Regions from separate parts of the Hordeum vulgare genome. Here region 1 is linked to region 2. A link is a contact called in public Hi-C data. All regions are on one chromosome and are shown on one strand. Each heading gives the region's core, a stretch centred on a gene start, on an enhancer-like site or on the middle of the called end of the contact. The rest is flanking DNA. Distances are from core to core; before and after follow the strand shown. Region 1 holds the start of LOC123426779 (pre-mRNA splicing factor SR-like 1). Region 2 holds the start of LOC123426763 (E3 ubiquitin-protein ligase At1g12760-like).

Region 1 (4,702 bases), core at 1,683-4,182, 300 kb after region 2:
TTCATCTTCTCAAGATTGGCTGTTACTTGACGAACTACTGGAACAGGAACTCTTGGAAGGATACTATCAAAGTAGTACTGCACAAAGAAAACAGAGCAACATGCTGGTCAATATAAACTTGCTAACATAAAGTCAAATTAGGTGACACAATTCAATCCAATTTTGTGATATGATCATTGAGAATCAAAAACTATCTATGAATTTGACACAGCTTTTTGGAAAAGAGAAGAGCATAAACTATGAACAAACTATGTTGTTGAACCATGACTTGCCTGACTAAGAAATTTGTCCAGCTAGTTGGCATAGTTTCTGAACATATATACAATAAACACAAAATTAAAAACTGTTAACAACATTAGAAAATAGAAGGTGAGAATTAACATGGAGAATAATCTCATGTAGTATAGAAATCTAGTTCACATGAGAATTAAAAGGATTAGCAACAGGAAGGTGAGCCAATAGAGAAACGAACGAACGAAGGTGAGCCAATAGAGAAACGAACGAACATTCTTCAGTTATAACAACATAAACAGAAAAAAAATGTCAAACAAACAAGTGCACTCATTTTTATTCTGAAAGCAAGAACTTGAGATGCAGACCTGTCCAAGTATAAGATCACGCACAAATACACCCATGGTTGTCATGCGACCATTAGATCCAGGGGAGAATTCCTGCATCAAGCCAAAAAATAATGATTATATGGCTAACTAGCTCATTAATTAATATGATGAAGTCATATGGACTCGATATATTTCCTTATTAATTATAAACTTGTATTCCTTGGTTTGTACACCATGACTTCTGCAATTAGCACATCTTTCTTGAACAAGCTAGTTGCAGGCCATCCTCTAATGGATCGTATTCACTTATTAAGTTATTATTTGGAAATTAAATGGAAGCTCGATATGGTTATGGTCTTATGGACTTATGAAAGTACATATAACAGCAAAGAACATAAAAGAAGAAGAAATATACAAATGACTCAAAAACAGCAATACCTCATCATCCTTCAAGTAGGGCTCATACCATGTCCATAGGATCTTTGGATCTGCAACATATCGAAGATACAAAAATCCTATCTGCAAAAACAAACACCAATTGGTTATTTAGCAGCAGCTAGCTGATTATCTAACACGATAAATGAAGACAAACAAAAAATGCTCACAAATCCAATGCACAGACTGGTACACTACTGCTTGCAAACTTTGTTCATCCACGTGTCCTAGGACCAAAATCAAGACACGAGGCCATCCAAGAAAGCAAGTAATATGACTGTTAGTGGTTATAGCCAAAATGTAATAAGTGAATGTAAAAAATAGAAAGAAGAGTTGATTGCTTAAGATAGGTTGATAACACCAGTTTGTTACTGCAACCATGCTAACACTTTGTTCGTGTACAACTTTGACATACAACCTAGTGCATGCATTAATCACAAATAAATGTAATGAGTATACACAACAACCATGATGCATGCATTTGTCAAAGGTAACTTATGTCAAAGAAACTTACAGCTCTAATGTACGGGGAGTCAGGATGCTTCAACAAACCATGCATCTGTTTCACAGTAAGCTTCATTGTGAAGAACTTGTACAGGAGACAAAATGCAGTGGAAGGACCCCTGCAATTGCCAGTCATCCAAGGCTCCACATGATCAACTTGGTTATAGATCTCGTCAATGACCTCATGATAGGTCTTCATCCTGTAGAGCTCCTTGAAGTAATCAGAAGAAAGAATATTCATACAAAGAACCTTCTCCATCAACATATCGATGGGCTTTCCTGAAGTCTGTATCTCCATATTTCAGCGAACACAAACCTGGACCAAAAACAGAGGGATCCTCTTAGCTTAAAGCCTCAAAGCTTATGTCCCGCGTGAATCTTTTCCCAAAATACGAAGAAAACTGGATTTAGTTCTGATAGAACGATTACGCAAATATTTACAGATATATTGCCACCTGAGAAAAATGTAGATCAGTCTTTACCTCAAACGGCTGAAAATTCATGTGTCCCTCACTACCCATGAAATCCCCACTTAAGCTCTCAAGGTCAACAGATTATACTATGTTACTATCAGTGCGTCTGACAAGTAATGCCACACAAGCAAACCTCGAGAGTGGCTGATAGTTTTACCATGTACTCCCTCCGTTCCAAAATATAAGACCTTTTAGGTATTTCACTAGAAGACTACATACGGAGCAAAATGAGTGAATCTATACTCTAAAATATGTCTATGTACATCTGTATGTAGTTTATAGTACAATCTCTAAAAGGTCTTATATTTAGGAACGGAGGGAGTATATAACTCAATTAAAAGGGTCCCCACTGTGATATCCAGATAACCTGCACTGATCCTTTCCCACCATGTATCTAGCCTAAGGATTACCCACAATAATTTAATCCCTCCAAACCGCTGGTGTGGACAAATGCAACCCACCATACATTGTATTTCTATGGGGCCAAGTAGAACTAGAATAGAACTATATTTTGCACAAAGAAATTTCCATGGCCATTAATCACACAGATTCATCAGAAACCCTGTCGTTAACGTACACGATTTCGTCCAGAGGATATTCTCATCTATTCCGCACTTAATAGCAAAAAAATGGCTCAAACTAGTAATCGTCTCTACTTTAACTAGTAACTGGCGAGATGAATCTATGTACGCGGAAACAGAAAGGGATACTCAGTTACTCACACGGAGGATGCGCGCAAACCCTACGACCTCCTTGGCTTCCGAGAGCGAGGGCGGCTTGCGGAGACCCCCAAACCAGAGGGGATGACGACTCTCTGTAGAGGATGAACTCGTATCGGCTTCGGCGACGGCGGAGGGTGTGATGTTTGGGATTCGACGGTAGCTGGGAGATCGCCGGAGATGGATGAAGGAGGCGAGGAAAGGGGAGGGGAGGGTCGGCTGTGGATTTGTGGAGATGGGGGAGTCGCGTCATACCTGGCCAAACGGGCGGACGGGCCGGCCCGCCGTAATCGTACCAGGCACGGCATGGCCCGCCTGGGCCCGATTAATATACAGGTCGTGCCGTGTCGGCCCGCGTGTCAGCCTCCCAGGCCCAAGCACGGCACGTGGCCTAATCGGGTTGACCCGTGGCACGTTAAGGCACGGCGGCGCGCCACATATTTGTTATTTTTTTTCATCTGGCCCTCTCTCGCACGGCGGCCCGCCACAGATCCCGCCTAAATTCCCGCCCGCTCCCCCTTTCCCGCCCGCCCGCTCCCCCTTTCCCGCCCGCCCGCTCCCCCTTTCCCGCCCGCCTGCTCCCCGTTTCCCGCCCGCTCCCCTAGATTCGCGTCGCGACTGGGACTGACGCCCTCTTTCCCGCCCGACGCCCCGCGCCCCCGCCCAACGCCCCGCACCCCCAGTCCCCCATTTCCTTCGCTGCCTAATCGTGTCGTGTCGGGCCAGCACGCGGGCTCGGGGTGGCAGCCCGAGCACAGCCCACGGCGTGCTCGTGCCTGGCCCGAGCACGATTAGCACGTGTCGGGCTCGGCCCGTGTCATGCCTGGCCTGCGGGCAGCCGTGCCGGCCCGCGTGGCACGGCCCGTTTGGCCAGATTTGAGTCGCGTACGACTAGGAATCCAATCATCTATTGGGCTTTCCAAGCAGCTAACGACCTTTGTTGGGCTCTTCAGGAGTTCTGGCCCGTTATAAGACGAGACTGCATGTTGGACGTTTTTCCTCTTCCTTTCAAATTGGGGCGTGCTACGTGTCCGCGCGGGCTGATCTCTACTATTAAAACGGGATCTGCCGTCTGTCGTGATGGTTCAACCTCCTAACGCTAGCTATCCTTTCATCCACATTCTCCCACCGATTTTTTTCAACCCTCCAAAAACCAATTGGTTCAATAAAAAATCCGATACAATAAAAACATAATAAGCTACGCATCAGGGGCGTGCTCTCGCGCTGTCCACGTCGGATTAGCTACAGACAAAAAAGACCAGCGGTTTACCCTTGGCTGCCCCGTCGCGTTGTTTGCTTCTCCAAGAAGAAGAAGAAAGACAGAGAGGAAGAGGAAATCGCCCTCATCCCTTCTCCCTCGACGCACGCTAGGGTTGCTGCTGCCACCGCATCGTGCCATCGGCCTATGGCCAGGTCCTTCGACACCGGCCACCATAGAAGGAAGCAAACTCGACATCCAGTCGCCCGCGCCTCCTTTCTTCCCCTTTCCTCACCTGTGACCCCTCCTCTGCCGTCTGGACTCCTACCCCTTTCTCTTCTCAATCCGGATCCATGGATATGGCCGACAGGGAGGACGAGTACATGGAGGAGGTCGCTGCCGGCGGCGCCAAAAGCATCTCAACAAGAACTACCGTCATGCAAAAGCAAGTCACCGTCGACACGGATCCATTTTGTCTACGCCGCCAAGGGCCAACTGCCCCAGATCCGACCAAGTACCAAGCATCCTACCTTTTCCAACCGCTGGATCTATTTCCATGACCAGGCCTGCTCTGTAGCTTTTCTCCTACATTTGCATGCTCTTCTGCTTCTCCTCCGACGTCCTAGGGGATACGCTTGTTGGGGTCTAAAAGAACTGCACGCGTGTTCATGTTCAAACCACGCCACTCTCTATGCTTGTCTCTTTCTCGTGGGTAAATTGAATAGATACATCCAGAAAGAGCTCTAATGCAACAACAAAGCATCACATTCTTTCTACAGTAAGAATCAATCTCAACATTCTTTCTATAGTAAG
Region 2 (4,695 bases), core at 1,846-4,345:
CACGGCGAAGAAACAGTCAAGGGCCATCCTGAAGTGATCGGCATAAACTTGGGCCCTATAAGAAAGAGTCCGAGTGCAACTCAGCTTAATACTTAAAACATAGCAACTCAGAGGCTGCACTCTAAAGAAAGCTAGCCAAAGAAGTGCTGAGAATACTAATGCCCTCCACACAGGACTATAGCTTTACTTCAACAAAACGTTGCCAGAATAATAGTCATGTATATTTTTGTGATCAGATTGTGTTCACATTGACCCATTTATGTTATCCTACTGTGCAGTCATAATAGCACAGAAAGGTGACAAATAGAGGTTTAACGCAATTTCTCCACATGTCTTACAGAGAGAGACAGTAGATGAATTAGACTACAAACGTATAAATCTAAAAGGGGCAGAAGTAACCATAAAGCTGAAGACAATGTTACCTGGGATTTCGGGTAAGCATGTTATTTTGCGAGACTCCATTTGTTTCAGTTACAAAACCAGCTTCAGACATGCCAGGGGCCGAACTTGTTGTGTGAGAATTGGACTCAGGTATGCTGTTCGGAGGGAAGTTCTGACTTGCTGGTTCCTGTCCAGTTGTTGGGCGGTTGCGATGGAGATAGCGCCAGTAGAGAAGAGGAAGAGTAGCAACACAACCTACGGTATAACCAATGACCCACTCAAACAATGGAGAATGTGGATGTTCCTTCCTTGACAATGACAGAACACAAATGGCCGCTATAATCTGGCTAACTGTTACAACAAGCTCAATGGAGATCCAGCAACTAGAATTCAACGGACTTTGCTGTCGACGAGCACGATTAGCATCTCTTCTTGCTAGAGGAGCACTTTGAGAGTTAGATGCAGTAGTTGTCTCCGAAAAACTTTCTGATATACGAGGCAATCGATCCAAGCCATCATTATCCTCCCGACGAGCGGTTGACGAAGAAGCAACATCATCCCTTGGGCTGTCAATTGCAATCTCACGATGAGCAGTATTTTCCATGTGGTCTATCAGTAAAGGGTGATTGTCTGTTTCACTGTCTGCTTCTGATTCAACAGGATGAGCAGCCATCAACTGAACGCTGCATATGAAACTAGCTCGTTGTGTTTGCCAGAAATACAGCTGCTTTGACTTGAGACAGATGACGATCTCCAAGGCCAGGCAATTTGAATTGTTTTTAAACCTATGACAGCAGGACAGCTTCACTACACCTGAAAGAAGATGAACAACAGAAAACAGATGCCAATTAGCTATTTAACTAGCTCTCTTCAAGCAAGAAGCGGTATACATAGTTGACTAACACTAATAACAAACTGCATATATTTGCTGTGATCAATTGAACTGATCCACAACAGGGAGCTCAATCTGCATTTATTTACTGTCTCCGGTTATGTTATTACTTGTCAGATAAGCAGGAATGAATAAACAGTATAGTACAAAAGATGTTTCTCTGAAACATTTTCAGAGGCCTATATCCCATCCTACAAGCTTCTGATGGGAATTCAACCTATCTGCATAATTTGACATGGGAACCTGCAAGTCCGTGTATAGATGTGAGCCCTAGCATCACAGTTACAGTGCATGTTCTGCTCAGAAACAGAGAAAGGATTACATCATCATTTGTAGAATGTCCTTGGTGGTTTGCTCACCAATACATATATACAGGTTGAAACTTGTAACAAATGGAGGCTAAGTTTGAAACCTCGTATGGATGAACAACATTCTCTAGCAACTTAAAACGGAATGCTTATAATATAATAATAGTAGCAACTACACCCTATGTCCCCAAATATAAGACGTTTTGGCAGTTCGATCTAAACTACCAAAACGTCTTATTTAATCATTTGAGCAGAGTATACAATCATTTTACACATAAAAATACTTACGACTAAAGAACATCATGTGTTCAAGGTAATCAGACGGGGAAATGTAAAGAGGTCTTCAGCGAAGACATGTAAAGATTTTCATGACAGCATATACTACCAAAGCGGGAACTACATGCACCGGGCTGCCCTTTATACTACCAATATCAGGCCGATCAGTATCTCCCGAGTTGATTTAGAGAGCAAATCAAATATAATAATTCATTTAAATGATGAACAAAGCAGAGGAACAAAATACTGGCGAGTCTAGTCTATCACCAGCATGAGCATTATCTACGGGCGAGTCTAGTCTATCACCAGCATGAGCATTATCTACGGGCGAGTCTAGTCTATCACCAGCATGAGCATTATCGACATCTCACTGAAAATAGACGAAGAGCCCCAAACTGAGTTCGTCTTGTACAAGAAACTTGTAAATCATGACAACAGACCTCCAAACTAACCAAAAACTTTTTCCAGATTTAGGTATATTCGAGGCTGTGGCATCTTCAGACGCTCTATTCATCTAATTATATTATCCAGAGAGTCCAGACACCAATTATAAGCTCTTTGAAGTTGGATGCTCAGTGTAGCAAAAAAGTACTCTAGTTAATAGCTATATATTCTTCTTCCATACAGCCTTAATCAAACACTAGACAGATTTTCACCAGTTTCCCTCACATTTCTCCATCAATAATTGAGAGACTGAAAAACAAGGACCAAGTCCGCCACATACAAAAGAAAGATCAAGCAGAACCAAGCAGAACCAGAAACACCACATACCTCGAGAAAATCCACGCCCGAGGAACAGCAGCAGCAGCCAGCAGCTCCTCCAATCGCCTGAAACTGACAGATTCAAGAATCCATGAGTTAAGAGGGCGGAAGAAAGCAGCGGACTAACGCCAGACGCGTACCTGGACCACTTAAAATCGAATCAAATGCCTGGCTCCCAAGCGACCATCCACCGAGGGTTCCACTTCCACCAAAGAAATCCCAAGAAAAACCGCCGGACGGCAAGATTGGGCCTTAGGGGAAGGAACAGGTGCCAAACCCTTGGACCAAAGCAAACTCCATTAGCTAGACGGAAGCACCCAGCTAGCGGGGAAGGAGAAGACGGGAATATACCAAATGGCCGAGTCCAAAACTCCGAGTCGAATTCGTCCTCCTCAGTCTACTCCTCCTCCTCTCCTCTCTTTCCCCGTTCTCCAAGTTGAGTGACGACGTATGTTTCCAAGGGAAAAACAATTATATTTCGCCGTGGTGATTTCGTTTTGTTTTTAATAAGATTATTTGGAGGAATCTTTTGGCCGCTCGAGGTGGGGGAAGGAGAAGGGCGAGCTGTATCGATCGCGGCCGTTGGGTTGGCCGGATGCGCGTCCCGGATCGCACGGCGAGGTGGAGAGCGGCGTGAGAACCGCACGTGGCCGCTCCACGGGAAATGAAATGGGATCGGTGTTTGGCGCAAGAGAGCCGGGATGGCAGGCAGCGGACTGAGATCCAGTGCCTTGACAAAGCAAGGCACCGGTGAACGGTGCCTTGACCCTCATTTCTGTTCGTTGGATCAAGAATCGATGGTCGGATGAATATCAAGTGCTCTTCTACACCTGAACGATAAATTCAAAAAAAATTGCAAAAGTGTTTTAAAAAATCTGAATTTTTTTACGGTAAACTTTGATAAAATGTCCAAGAGCTCGTAAAATTTCAGTATGAAATCACGTGGAAGTTGTGACAAAAAAACAAAGCTGGTGTTCGAAAATGCTTTCGAAAGTAGCATTTTTAGGGTTTTGATTTTGTTTTTTTACCACGACTTCCACAAATGTGATTTCATGAGGAAAATTTTCGAGTACTTAGAAAATTTGTCAAAGTTTGCCAAGAAAAAAAATCAAATTTTTTTGAATATTTTTACTTTTTTTTTAAATTTACTATTCGGGTGTAGAAAAGCACTTGATGTTCATCCGACCATCAATTCTCGATTCAACGGACAGAAATGAAGGGCAAGGCACCACACTGTTCATCGGTGCTGGATCTCAGTCCACACGCAACCGCTAGTTGGTCCGTGACTTCATCAACGACAGAGTGCATAATAATGTCTGTTATGTGCAGGATTAGGTTGATCTTTCTTGTTCTTTAATGGAGTACGAAGCTTCTCCCTCGAAAAAAAGCTCCTTCAGTGAGGCCAACTCCGTCTGATTTTGTTTAAAATCAAAAGTGATTCGAGTACTTGCATCTGTCATTACATGTTGACTTTTATACTATCTAGAGAGACATGATGCTTTGGATAGGCGTCCGTTTAAGAAGGGATGCGTCCATGAGAAAGGGGAGATTCCTTCTAATTACATGATTAATTAATCTTAACACTCTTTCTAATCTACGTTTGATCATGAGGAGTCGGGATACAATAAAGCATCATATATAGTCACTTGTGTACCACTAGGAAGGGTGAATATGGCACGTCCAGTATCAACAATCACTGTATCGCGTCCAGCGATAGTGAGAATATCTTCATTCATCTTTTTCAGAGTTTGAAAATATTTCATCTCCCTCACTATGGAGTTTGTGGTACCACTGTCCACAAGGCATAATTCCTCTTTCATCGGATTGTTGCCGTAGAAAACTATATAAAACAAAAGAAGTTTCAATAAAAAACCTTATATTAATACATAGAATACAATTTTATTATATCAAATGTGCTGATGCAATATAATATGATCCAAAGACAACAACAAACTTACGTTCTTATTACAATCATCACAAATGAACACAATCAAGTAGATCACTAAGGAGATCGAGGGACTAGTCAAAGTCGTCAAACATGTTGTTTGAAGTGTATTCAATCAACATGGCCTCCGT

What was found. A called contact is a pair of places that touch in the nucleus more often than the background predicts.
Region 1: a Hi-C map of leaf shows a contact between it and region 2, with 7 times the contacts expected there. The contact joins the promoter of LOC123426779 here to the promoter of LOC123426763 in region 2. A contact is called at or near these places in 5 of 6 Hi-C or Micro-C datasets (leaf, seedling and an unstated tissue).

Annotation. Positions count from the first base shown.
Region 1 is chr1H:120,654,812-120,659,513 of MorexV3_pseudomolecules_assembly, forward strand. LOC123426779 (pre-mRNA splicing factor SR-like 1) reads right to left here and starts at 2,933. Exons shown (of 5, transcript XM_045110665.1): 1 at 2,695-2,933; 2 at 1,510-1,815; 3 at 999-1,079; 4 at 600-671; 5 at 1-77. The coding sequence starts at 1,797.
Region 2 is chr1H:120,359,225-120,363,919 of MorexV3_pseudomolecules_assembly, forward strand. It overlaps LOC123426763 (E3 ubiquitin-protein ligase At1g12760-like), which reads right to left and starts at 3,096. Exons shown (of 7, transcript XM_045110654.1): 1 at 2,971-3,096; 2 at 2,760-2,897; 3 at 2,629-2,685; 4 at 423-1,194; 5 at 1-55. The coding sequence starts at 1,054.